Regions from separate parts of the Danio rerio genome. Here region 1 is linked to region 2. The links are chromatin contacts, called in public Hi-C maps. All regions are on one chromosome and are shown on one strand. Each heading gives the region's core, a stretch centred on a gene start, on an enhancer-like site or on the middle of the called end of the contact. The rest is flanking DNA. Distances are from core to core; before and after follow the strand shown. Region 1 overlaps mbpa (myelin basic protein a). Region 2 holds the start of znf516 (zinc finger protein 516).

The links. A called contact is a pair of places that touch in the nucleus more often than the background predicts.
Region 1: a contact with region 2 is called in a Hi-C map of fibroblasts, with 5 times the contacts expected there. The contact joins the enhancer-like site here to the promoter of znf516 in region 2. A contact is called at or near these places in 8 of 18 Hi-C or Micro-C datasets (caudal fin, embryo, fibroblasts and 2 more) and 1 of 4 datasets of contacts at active chromatin or transcription factors (caudal fin).

Annotation. Positions count from the first base shown.
Region 1 is chr19:24,212,586-24,219,277 of GRCz12tu, reverse strand. mbpa (myelin basic protein a) reads left to right here. Exons shown (of 4, transcript XM_073931663.1): 4 at 319-1,732. The coding sequence ends at 369. Among named protein-coding and RNA genes, the nearest start is that of mbpa, 20 kb to the left of the region's middle. Within about 2 kb of position 5,382, at least 2 of the 62 cell types and tissues checked have an H3K27ac peak or open chromatin away from gene starts, as enhancers often do.
Region 2 is chr19:24,116,265-24,123,332 of GRCz12tu, reverse strand. It overlaps znf516 (zinc finger protein 516), which reads left to right and starts at 3,667. Exons shown (of 4, transcript NM_001159669.1): 1 at 3,667-5,383. The coding sequence starts at 3,667.

The DNA of each region.
Region 1 (6,692 bases), core at 4,133-6,632, 94 kb before region 2:
TATATTGAATTTAGAGTGATCCAATTGGCTAGTTAGTGATTAGTGATAGGGATCAGCTGTAGTCAATCCTATCATGTGCTCCTCTTGTAATTAGTTTAAGAAACTTCACTTAGAATTGTAAGACGCAAACCCTAACCCTAATGCATGAAGTACAAAAACACCCAAAATAATTCTTCTATACAGTAAAGAAGTCAAATTACTCAAGTATTTTACACCCCTGATTATATGTTTCAAAACTAATTTTGCATAATCCAACAGCGCCGTTGAGAATGTTTCAACAATGATGATGACCACACTGGTTTTCTTCTATAATCTCAGGGAGAAAGCCGATCTCGCTCTCCACCCAAACGCTGGAGCACCATCTTCTGAGCCCTTCTCCAAGCAGGAAAACACTGAGATGGAAGAGAGTGAAATGGACGGGAAGCAAAAACTTGAGAGGGAGGATGTCTGCCCTACAGACTCACCAGTCGCAGCGAGTTTAACAGACTAACATTGGCCATCTTCGCTTCCTAGATAGAGATACAATCCAAGTATCTGTTGCTACATGCCTGCAGGGTTACAGAAGCACGTGTTGACTGTATGTGTGCAAACTTGCTGTAATAATTGTCAATGGTCAGGTGATGCGATACGTCTTGTAAGTCTCCCTTTAAAATTTAGCTGGTGATCAATTTCAACATATACAAAGAGCAAAAACTCATACAAAAGGTTTGAAACAATTAGACAGAGTATTTCTCTTTTTTAAAATCCCTGAACCAACCAGATGAATCATTTGATCATTCTGAATTGGTCTTATATGTGTTTCACAAAATGGATTGCTTATATGCTCTCCAGCATTTGATGTGTGGCATTTATTCTATGTTATACTGCCTCTCCATGGTTTTCTTGAGATCCATGTTCAACCTCATGTGATGTGCATTTCTGTATGTTTATGTTCACTGTGGTCTTTGTGTTGCATTCTATATTGGTTATTTACTTTATACCAGGAATTTGTATATAGGAATCTTTATTGAGTTTTAATTAATGCAAAAAATATATGATGACCAGTTAACTACATTAAATTTGATTCATTTTGAGAAATGATTTAGCTCTTAATCAGGACCATGCCTTAAAATGATTAAAAACAGACTAAAAACACAATTTTGTGGACTAGGGAATATATTCTAAGCATGTATGTGGCTTGGATTGTATGCCCTCAGATGTTGCACTGCAGTATGTGTGTTAAAACCACCTGTAAATGTTGTCTGCGTCATTACATGTGCAATTTTGGTGTTATTTTAGAAAGGTCTCGTAATTACCAGGGGTAGGATTAATATTTAAATAACAGACATGCAGAAATCTAGGACAAAGAGTCAGTGGGAGCATAAAGGAAAGGATATGAAAAAAGGAAGGAAAACCTGAAAGTGCAAGAAGGATAATGTTGGAAATGCTAAATGAGGACTTCTGAAAGAGTAAGGTGGAGTTTATTCAGCTGATTTTTTTTTTCTTTTTCTGTGTTGTATCTCATGTCTTAATATCGTTCATTGTTCTGTGTCTCATATACTCTGCCTGTATGGACTGTTTCTGAAATAGTGCTGAATAAACATTAGGTCAAATATTCTCCCTGTCAGCGCTGGATTTGTCTCCAAAATGGTGCTACACTTTCTAAAATGCACAGGATATTCTGAAGTGGCCAGGTCTTCTGATGTAATATCTTTAACCCTCTCTAGTAACGATAAATAAAGAATCAGAAATGTATACATTGTTTGTGTGTATGTTGTTCATCCTCTAAAGGTTCTCTGAAACATGTATCAAGAGTGCTTCTGTTCTTGTTTTATTTTAATTGCACATTTTATATTTATTTTGACCGATAGTACACTACAGTTACTATGGTATAAATACAGCACCGCAAAATACAAAATAAAGAGACCAACTTAGAATGTCCCTCATTAATTTTAGAATGTTCTGATCAGCTGTAAAATACAAAAATACGCTGATCTTTTCTCTTTTAAGGGGTATATTATGCTGTCTCTGTCACCATCTTGTGAATGAACAACGTCTATTGTCTTTGCTCTGCTCAATGACAGGCTGATGGATGTCAATGCACTGTATCTCAGAAAGTATAAATATTTAAAAGTAGGCACTATCCTTATAAACAAACTGCATAGATGCAATCTAAACAACTACATTCTCATCTAAAAAAAGCCTCAAAAGTACATTATGTTGTCCAACAGCTGCAATATTTGCAAACTGTAGTGAGTTTATTGATGCGCTGTCACTCTATATGGGTGGAGTACTACATAAGGGTGAGGAGGCCATACAAATTCTGATATTGCAGAATATTGAACAGCTATCAGATTTGAGAACCAGACATAACTGTTGTACAACTGGAAATACAGAAATACATTTACAGTCAATCTGAAATTATTTACAGCCCAAACAAATTCTGATTTAAAGTTACTTTAATTCAACCAGCAATTTTATTTTTGACCCCAAATAACAAGCTTCTCCCACAAGATAATAAGATGATGTACAAGAGACATCCATGTGGAAATGTTTTTATTTATATTTGAAAAAAACATTTTTTTTTTTTTGGAAAACTCTTATTGAGTAGCTTTTTGCATCCACTAGTCTCCACTAGTATTTTTGTCCATTCATTTTTAGAAATGAGCACAGAATCATTCAGATTGGAAGGTCTCCTTACCATAATCTTGATCATTAGTCCTCTCCACAGATTCCCAATTGGATTTAAGTCAGGGCTCTGACTGGGCCACTGCAAAATGCCAATGTTTTTGTCTGTCAACCATTTCTTCACCACTTTTGCTGTGTTTTAGGTTGTTGTCATGCTGGTGTCCAAGGCTTAGTCTCTATGCAGGCTGTGATGTTATTTAAATATTTGAAATAGATCATAAAAGGTTTTTCAAAATTGTCTTAAGACAAGAATTGATGTTATTTAATAGCCATATCATTGTATGATGGACAGCAAGAATTGCTATAAAAGCATCCAGATGGAAGTTTGGGTAAAACCAAAGTTTACTTGTTGTAGTGATGAACTGTCCTTCCTTGAAGCCGGAAGTATACCATCTTTGGGCCAAAGATATTTTTGTAGATGTTAGCAAAATATCAGTGCAGAGAGAGTCAACCAACCATGCAAATCAAAGGACTGAATAAGTGCAGTAGTGCAAGCCAACAACTGCAAAGTAAAGGTATTCCATTACTAAATGGGTCATAGCAAACTACAAACTCATGAACATTGTTCACGACTGTAACATGCTATCGACAAGAACTCGTGTTATGAAAAAAACTGAAAAAAATAAATGCATATAAAAAAAGAAGAGTTCAGATCCAAAAGCCTCAAAATCCAAAAAACAATTCTGATTGGTTCTCGAGATATAGCGCTTTTGCTGTCAAAGGCAAGTGGCAATTAGAGGCTTTTGCATACAGACTGTTATTTCTGAATGCACTGATGCTGCGATTGATATGATTTGAAGCAAAAAAAAATTACATTGACATTGACAAATGACAGTCATTAGCTCATTTTTGATGGAAATGCCGTTTAGTATATCAGAACTCTTCATATATATATATATATATATATATATATATATATATATATATATATATATATACATATATATATATTCAGGTGAGTGGTCTTGACAAACCACCTGTAATTATGTTAATGGATAAGTATGTTTACAAAGATTTTACCTTTCCTCCTAACCAAACACTTGAAATAAGACAGTCAAATTGCATGCCATGCCAGCTGGCCATTGTATTGTGTTGAACTTTAAACACTGAAATGAAAGAGTAAGAGTAGAGAAAGAAAATTACTTATTTAGGAGATTCTCCCTGGAGTGAATGTTAGCAGAAGAATTGCCGTGACCTTTGCATGGTGTTCATCCTGGTCAATTGTGTACGAGATGGACAGACACTTAGAGCTTTCACTTGAAATGCCCTTAGAAAATAGGTCTCTTGAAAGGTCGCTGTAAATGTCCATAAATTGTTTCAAAATACTTTTGCACCAATTGTCAGTGAGTACACATTAGCAAAAAGATTTAACCCTAGATTTGATAGATCTCACAAATGCTACTCATTTAATTTGCTACAAAGCTTAACAAAAGTTTACAAATTATTAAGCCCTTATTAACAACAGTTGCTGTTAATTGAACTGCACTTGTACAGTACAAGAGCTGTAATTCAGTACTATAATCTACATATGGGAAATACCCGCATGTATATAATTCCTTGATTAGACAACGAAAGTAAATCCACTATGCACAGATACCATCAACAGTATTAAATGTGTGATTCAGAGAATGACAGCAATGAGACAGCAGTAAACGTTATAGCAATATACAAATTTCATATCATGAAATTCACCTATCATGTTGATATGTGTCCATTGAGTGTAATGATATATAAATTGGAGATTAGAATTAGAGAACCTACAATGTCCTAAACATCAAGTTCACAGCTGTCCTATTTGAAGTTATTTTTAAATTAGCAAACAAGCCATTTTAAGCATATATTCTGAAGCACAGAATATATGAAACTCTATATGACGTATTAAGAACAAGACTGACCAAAATAAAAGAACTCTTTCAGATTTTCACAGTTATTGGTTTTAATCTAATTCCTCAATTATCTGACAAACTTTCCTAACTGTCAGTTTCCTTTACAGTTATCACTTCTAAAAAACCATGAAAGTGAATGAGACCAGAAGTCTCAAGCCAAAATGATTCCAATAACTGGGCCCGAAAAAGGCCAAAGAACTCTTTCAGCCATATGTATTGGTTGTTCCACAGAATTAGGCTAAAATGTCATTTAATCATTTAAATTCCACCAGAAGGCTGGACATCCATGAAAATCTAATAGAAAACAGGAAAGAACAATGCAGAGAATGTCAATCGGTTCAACACTACAGCTGGAATCTCTCACCAGTCCAGTCCTAAACAAGGTAAGGATCTCAACATGCAGTGACTTGATGTTTAAAAGATATTGGACGGAAAGACCTGGAGTCACTCAATCTTTCTTCAGCATCTTCATAAGACTAATCTTTGTTGATGTTATGCAAAGTTCACTTTTCTCATTAAAGTACATTTAATTTATTTAGGTCTGGAACAGTTACAAACATGAATTTGGCAGTAAACCATGTGCCTGATAAATCAGGGAATTGGCCAAAGGAGAGTGTGAGTGATTCAGTGAGTGAGTCAGTCAGTCAGTGACTGATTAAGTGAGTCAGTAAATGATTCATTGGATGAGTGAGTGAATGAGTCAGTAAGTGAGTGAGTCATTAAGTGAGTGATTCGGCCATTTAGTGAGTGACTGATTGAATGAGTCAGTGAGTGAGTGAGTCAGTAAGTGAGTGAGTCATTGAATGAGTGTGTCAGTCAGTAAAGTCAGTGAGTCTGAGTGAGCAACTGATTGAGTGAGTCAGTGTGTGTGTTAGTGAGTGAGTCAGTGAGTGAGCCAGTAAGTGAGTGAGTCAGTGACTAGTGGAGTGAGTCAGTAAGTGAGTAAGTCATTGAGTGAGTAAGTCAGTGAGTGAGTCAGTCAGTCAGTGAGTCAGTAAGTAAGTTAGTGGGTGAGTCAGTAATTGTGTGAGTCAGTGATTGATTGAGTCAGTGATTGAGTGAGTCATTAAGTGAGTCAGTCAGTGAGTGAGTCTGAGTGAGTGAATGAGTGAGTGAGTGAGTGAGTGAGTGAGTGAGTGAGTGAGTGAGTGAGTGAGTGAGTGAGTCAGTGAGCAGTGACTGATTGAACCAGTAAATCAGTGAGTCGGTGAGTAAATGAGTGACTCAGTGAATGAGTCATATAGTAGGTAATTGGAAACATTCACATTTAGTTTAAAACATCTAGTTCATTTTCAAACTGAGGAAAGACTAAACCCAAAGAGTGTATAAAAGTGAATAAAGTGGCCAGCCCAGACTCCTGAGCTACACCTGGTTGAAAATCCCAAGAAAATCCTGGCTGACATAGTAGCAGCTAAAGCCTGGTTTATACTTCTGCGTCAAGTGACCGTCGTACCCACGGCGCATGCAACGCGCGTAGCTGTGCATTTATACTTTTGCGCGCTGTCTCTGTTGGTCTGCATTAACACTTCCGAAACGCTAGTTAGCAGTGATGTGTTAATGTTCCTCTGTGTTGAGTTTCTTCGCTGGTGTTTTGCTTTTCCTGAACACTTCCTGAATGTACAAGTTGCTCAAACTCGCTCATTTTGAGGCAGAAACCGGTGGATGTGCAACAACTTTAACTATGAGGTATACACAAAACAAAACTTTCCATCCGGAGCTCCTTCACGGGACTCCACACTTGTAAACAATCGCTCCATTGGGCTCGCGCAATTCGTGCGGGTCTCGGTCCCAACCAGACTCGTCAGCACTACCGAGCCGACCAATCACAGAGCTTGTGCTACGCGTCGTTGCAACGTGTAGTTAAATTTTTTGAGAGGTGCACTTCAGCGACGCCGACAGCCACGGTGTAGGGCTATGCTACTACTGATAACTACTGATAAAACAAAAGTATTGTAAACTAAACATTTAAGGCATTTTAAATAAACATTTGGTAAGCATTCCTAATTAAATACATTTTATTTTAAAATTAAGTAATTTAAATTACTTTTAAGAAATATCAAAATTATTATGTAAAATTTGGAAAAATAAATGTTTTATATAGTAAATGGAGAATGTTTCTGTAATTTTTTTGTAAAAAAT
Region 2 (7,068 bases), core at 2,418-4,917:
TAAAAACATCTATTTTTTTTTTTTAAGTATTTTAGTTGTAAATCTTGTTTTATGCACTACAATTAAGTAGTGTTCATTGTGTCTTCATTTCAGAAACACTGCAGAACAAAGACACCCTTCACCCCTGTGTTTGCTGTATCGCTAAGCTTTGCATTTCAGCTGAATGGAAACGTTTGTGCCTGTTCTCCGTTTGGTTTTTTATCGTATGACCACATCTGTACTTGCATTCCTCATTACACAGACTTTAACTTTGCAGGACTTGACATTTCATGTTGGATTTCCAACTAAACCTGTTTCTCCTTGGCTTCTCTCGTTCCTCGGTTTCAAACCTGGGGGCATTAATCCTCTTGTACACACCAGAATATTTCCCGTAATTTAACATGACAATGTTAGCCTCAGCACCTGCTATCCTGCTTGTATTCGCAAACTCGCACAAGGGTCCCCCTTTTATGCAGCTGTAATCAGCAGTTGAGGGTACCAAGCAGGATCTTCTCTGAAATGGGACCGGGAGGGTCTTCCTTTTGTCTTCCCCAACCAGACGTGCTTCAGACAGGCCGCTAGCGTAGGATGGACCCCTGCATTCAACAATGGCCATGCTGGACTCCCCGCCGCTCAGAGGAGGTATAGACATGAGCTGTTGTGACAGTTCTGGTGCGAGAAGCACAATGAGATTGTAGTTTGGGGGGATTCACCAAGTTTAAAAAAAGATAGTAAGACCATGGACAATATGCTCCTATGTGAGTTTTCCAATAATGATAGTTTATATGTATATATAATTTGTGCAAGAAGTGAAAATCAAAACCTGAAATCAGTTCATATAAAAGTTATGCTTTGTTTGTTTGTATTAGGGCAGGTTATGAATTAAAAACCTTAAAAAAGTTATAGTTTTAAGTAGAAAACAAATAAACAATACAAGTAATGTTTCTGCTGTCTGTCAAATCACAGCAAGAACAAAAGCCAATTAAGCTCTTCCATCTTCTCTTGTCAGAGCTGATGCCTGTTAGTGGTTGGTAACTGTCTCTGTGCGTTTGGACAAAATGCACAATTTGGTTTAGGATTTGAGTGCACACACGCGCACTGACACACATACACACACACCACTCAATTTGAAAAATGCACTGATCCTGCATTGATGGAGCTACAAGATGAGATGAACTGTCTGGGGATAAGTAGGTCAGCAGAGCTGAGGTAAGCCCTCTGAGAACAGCCATGTTTCAATAATAACCCCACTGCTGACGTGTATATATATATATACATATATATATGTGTGTGTGTGTGTAGTGTGTCTTTACACATCTCCCAAACCTCTCTGTATCATAGTTACGGTGATTTAATGCTCAGCTCATTGGTTTGCCAAACAGCAAACCACTATTCATTACCAGCTCAGCATGTTCAGTTCCGTTATTATGCGGTTAAGCACCTCATCAATTCCATTGTCATTGCGGCTACGCTGTTTACACGCTACCCAACATACAAAATCAAATAATCAAAGGAAATAACCCAGATAAGTAGGCAAACACTGGATGTAAGCCGAGGTAAATGGATGATGGGACCTCTAGGAAAACTTCCAATTTCCTAAACATCTGCACTTTAAATTTCTTACCTGCCATTTTATAGCCCAGCAAGTTAACTTACCGTAAAAGATGAACTGTGGAGATATGAGTGCTTTTTGTGCGTTAGAATGAGTGTGTTTGTGTGAGGGGGATGCTGGGCCAGTGGTGAAATGTAGTTGGTATATAATGGATTATTGATTGTTAAGAGAGAGAAAGAGAGAGAGAGAGAGAGAGAGAGAGAGAGAGAGAGAGAGAGAGCGGCCCTCAGGGTCTATCCCAACTGGCCCCTCTCTTTCCCAACACTGAATAGTGTCTTTACGGCTCAGCACACACACGCACACATCCACACATGTACACACAATGAATTTAGGACTGAGCGGACAGTTACAGCTCAAACCGAATATGAGAGAAGACTAACTGAGACTTAGTGTTGTCCTTCAGGCAAAGATTCACCCAAACACTTATATACATACTTGATTATATGGGAGATGGGATTTATATATAATAAAATAAAACCTGATTTGTCATCATTTTCGATATTATGCAAGATATGTATTCAAATACTAGCTCTAAAATTACATTGGTGTAGCTGTTTTGACATCAACTGAATGAAAGGAAGAAATGACGGAAGAAAGTAGTTCTACATACAAAAGGATTTTTAGGCGCACTGTGTTTGATTCTCTTTTTTTATATGCACGATTATGCCATTAAACAGTTGTAATCACTGCTGGGACACTAAGACGCAATGCACGCTTCCCACCAGTGCAGATATATAGCCTTATCGCACTGCTACTCGTGTGATATTGCTCACATATGGGGGCACATGTTGTATACGACCACATTGGGTATCTGCTGTAACACAGATATACAGAATTGTAGTTAAATTTAAGCATGAACAATTAATCTTTAATTATTAAAGTGAAAAATGTCAAAACATTGCATAAATATTATTAATAATACTAATACAATTTTAAATTCTTTTGACAAAATTTCCTAACATTACTAAGTTTCCTACTATTCCCTACTAGTTCCCTATTATAGTGTCTACTATAGAGTAGAGTTTGTATGATTATATGTATTTTTTTCTGTCACAAAGTGCACAAACTAGCCAACACACTGGTCAATATTAGAATAAATAAAAACATTGACTGGAATAACCAATTTTAAGATTGCCAAAATGAAAAGAATGATTACTATGTTTAGATTTAATTGAATGCAAAAAAAAAGAATGGCAGGAAATCCTGATTCTGGACTGGGTGTGTATGCTTTTGTAGATTTGCAACAATTAATACCCTGCTTGTTGTTGTATTGAGCAGAGTATTCACTGTATCTCTATTCAATGTCTTCTTACAATAATCATTTTGGGTAAAATGTGAGTTTAAGCAATGCTTTAAGATGTGTGGTTCTCTCTGACTCTTAAATGAGGACATCAGCAGTCTCTCTCCCTTTGTCTCTTTGTCCCTCTCCCACTCACTTGTAAATGGTGCAGAGCATAAAACTCAATGTACTATGTCTGCTGTATTCAGCTATGCAGTATGGATCCTGCCTTAAACGAATAGTTTGGACTGAACAAAAGACTGTCAGATGACATTATATAAAAGAACTCTGTTAGCTGGGGGTTGTCTGAAACACTGGACCTAAGTTCTCTCCTTCTAAAGATATGTATCTCTACAGCTTTTGGAAACAACACTTAATTCATAACAGAACATGATTTATAAAAAGATTGATTCAGACAGTAATTTTTCTAAACAAAAATGCGCATGTCCTTCATTTGCTTGTAACTGTTCATTCACATAGACTAAATAGATTAATGAATAAACCATTTTTTTTCTAATTTGCAAGCCTTGTTCTCAAATTTGTTTCTTTTCTGTCTCCATTTCCTCTCAGGTGACCAGAATGAAGCAAACCCTCAGCTGGTAAGATGATTCATTGGAGAAAAAGCTCCAGACATATTCCAGACAAAACCAACACTGTCAACACAGAATTTCCAACAATGACACGTTTGACAAAGAGAACTTTTACTCAGACCGAATGACTACAGGCGAGACAGACTTAATAGAATCTAATAAATTGGACAACAGATAGCAGCTCAGTGGAAATTTCAAGCCTTGAAATGGAGGTGGAAAGGCCAGAAGTCTCAGAACAAGAGCCCTTCTCCAAGGGTGGCCATGACAACCCTGATGTCAAGAAGAGCCGGGGACACACTTGTGAACTCTGTGGAAGAAGTTTTCCTTTCCTCAGCTCATTGTCCCAGCACATGAGAAAGCACACCGGGGAGAAACCCTACAAATGTCCTCATTGTGAGCACCGCTCAGCCCAAAAGGGCAGCTTAAAGGCCCACATACGCAGCCACAAACTGGATGGTCTTAGCCAGAGTGGCGGGGGCGAGGAGGAAGATATGGACGAGGAAGGGGAAAAGGAAGGAGGGGTGCCAGAAGATCAAGGTAGTTGCTCTAGTCCAACTGAGAGTACCTCGGCTTGCAACAAGGTTGTGAGTGGTGAGGATGCAACCAAAATGAGGAAGAAAAGTGGAAAGAAGGAAAGAATCCCTGGTGAGAGTGGTAAACAGTCAGTGCAGTGTTCTTTGTGCAGGAAAAGATTGTCCGGTCAGGCAGAGCTTGAAAAGCATATGCAGGAGCTTCACAAGGTCTTGCGATGTGAACTGTGCCCTTATGAGACCCAGCAGGAGGACCAACTGCAGGCTCACGTTGAGAAGGATCATCCAAGTGATGAGGAATCTATCACCAAAGAAGTGTCTACCAGCGAAGAAACTGATGGTATACTTGGTAAAGGCGAGTTCCCATGTGAGCAATGTGACCAGGTTTTCACCCAAGCCTGGTGTCTAAAAACTCACATGAAGAAACATCAGAACAGTATGGATCATGGGTGCCGGATCTGTGGACGTCGTTTTCGTGAGCCCTGGTTCCTACGTAGTCACATGAAGACCCACAACACCAAGGTAAAACCAAGGAGTAACTCTTACCTTCCGGCCACTGTCAACGAGGTGGCGCAGGACGAGTCCAACTTGGTGAATGAAGTGTGTCTGTATGAACTCTGTGCCAAGTGTGGTAACTTCTTCCATGACCGCAAAAGCTTGCAATTGCATGAGCAGGTTCACAAAAATATTGAGCAGCCTCTTAAAAACAAAAACTGCAATGAAAACAACTTTCCATCTGTCACCAAGACAAGCTTCCTGCAATGCCTAAACTTGAAACCTGCAGGAAATATTGAGAACCCTAGTGAGGGAACCATAGGGAAAAGAATCCCAGAGCTTGATCCTGTAAGCAGCTACCAAGCTTGGCAACTGGCAACAAGAGGCAAATTGGTGGAGGTAACAGAGAGAAGCCAGGGCTGGGAAGAAAGGTTAGCTGATGCGGATGTAGCATACGACAGGGAAAAAGGCGAGTATGTCTTACTCAGACAGGACAAGCGGAAGAAATCACTTGATTCCACTGTGAGTATCCCAACCAAGAAACGGAGAGGGGCTGTTACCCAAGGCTGCACTCCAGATCAGCACAGCAATGGAGAAAAGAACAGCCATGTTTCAACAGGTGAGCGAAGCCCTGAAAATCTGAGTGACTCTGAGTATCGCCCTACTTCTCGCCCTAGCCGTAAAAATTCCCAGAAAACTTCAGAGTGCTTGGAGTGTGGAAAGGGCTTCCGCACACAGCAACAGATGGTGATCCACATGCTCATCAGACATGGTGGCTTGGGTGAAACCATTGGTGGAAATGGACTGTTCCGCAAAACAACGTCTAGCCCATCTAAAACAGGGGAATCTGCAGGACACTTCAGGGATCAAAGACGGGCTGGGTTCTTGGGGGACACAGGTAAGGGAATCCCTTCTTGTTTTTACAAATATAGAAAACTCAAAGATTGAGTAATCTTACACAAATTTGACAAAAACTTCAAGTGAAACTTGTTTGCATATCATAAACTATCATTAAGCTTTCAACAAACACTTTGAGCAGGCAGTATCATTAATGAAATGCTGTGTGGATGCTCAAAATCTGAAAGGGGTTTTATTGTTACATTGGGCAGATGTTTAAATATACTTAAAGAAATGTAATTTTATCATTTGAATATTTTTGTTGATCATCTATTTATATAGATTTTGTGCCAGGATACTTCATTTTCTCTTCCATCACTGCTCAACACCTGCCTGCAATTGATTTTTTGAGTGAACCTTAAAAATGTAATTAATTGATTTAATTAATTGACAATTATAATTAAATATACTCATGCTGAATTAACTACACTAACAGCATGACAGTGCTCCCAAGAATTTGTAAACAAGAACCTAATCAGAAATAATGATTCACTAAAGGTTTGCTGCAGTCACTTTAGAAATTACGTTAAGCTTTTGTCGATACTACTTTCCTACTCTTGAAGATAGACCATCCTATGGAGTTTTTAATAAAATACAGCTGAACAAAAGCAAATCCCTGGAAGGAATGCTATCAGGAACTAAAGGCAGATCGCCAAGAATAAGATATGAGATTGACTGGCTTACTAGACACAATTTGATATATTGTTTTAGTTTACGTTTAAATTAGGGGAGACAGAGACACCTTGTGGACAAATCTTGCAGCACATCTAAATGTACATTTACGCTGTAGGGTTTTTGCATTGCTCTTAAAATGGTTTACACAAATATTCCTTTTAACTATAACCTCCAATATAAAAAAATACACTTGATGAAAGTGTACCACTATAGGGACTGGGATTGTTTTGTTAAAATACATTGTGTCACTAGTTCATAGCCCTTTGCATCTGTTTCCTGTCCTTTGATACCCAATTCTCTCGCCCCCCTCCCATACTCAGATCACGGCCTTTGTGGGATCTTTAAAGAACGTTTTTTAGTTATCAAAGTGCAAAACCAGGCTCTGAATTGTTACATTTTTAGCTTGTGGCTGTAGCTGTCCAGCCCTCTTTGCATGATGCTATTTCTGCACTTCCTGTCTCAGGAAGACAAGTTCTAAAGATTTGTGTCTTTTTTTTCCCACTTTCCCTCTCTAAGTGCAGAGCTTTATTTAAAACACAATGTTAAAACCACATGAAAATACTATACAAGACAGAAATCTCATCAAAGCCAAAATGCCCCACAGAGCACTAAATCTTACCTGAATATTGATAGATCCTGTCATAATTAGTGGAATAAAGGGGTGTGATAATAATTGTTTATAATGGGTTAGAAATATAGATTTACTATGTTTTACATCAATATAAAGACAAAAAAAATCATAAACAAAAGATGTCCACTTAGAGACTAACACAGAAAGAATGTTCTAGAACAGAGGTTTCATTGTGCAGGAGTTGAAACAGATGTCCACTCAATGCTGATATTTTTGTGTAGGTGTGAAGACTGTAAAATAAATCCACACTATTTATCTCCTTTAAACGATTCATAATCAGACCAGATTATCCTCTTGTAGCTTTACGTTTCAAAGGCACTAAAGATTGTAGCTTAGGGAAGCAGTCATGGCAATTATGTTTGTGTAAAGTTTATCTCAGA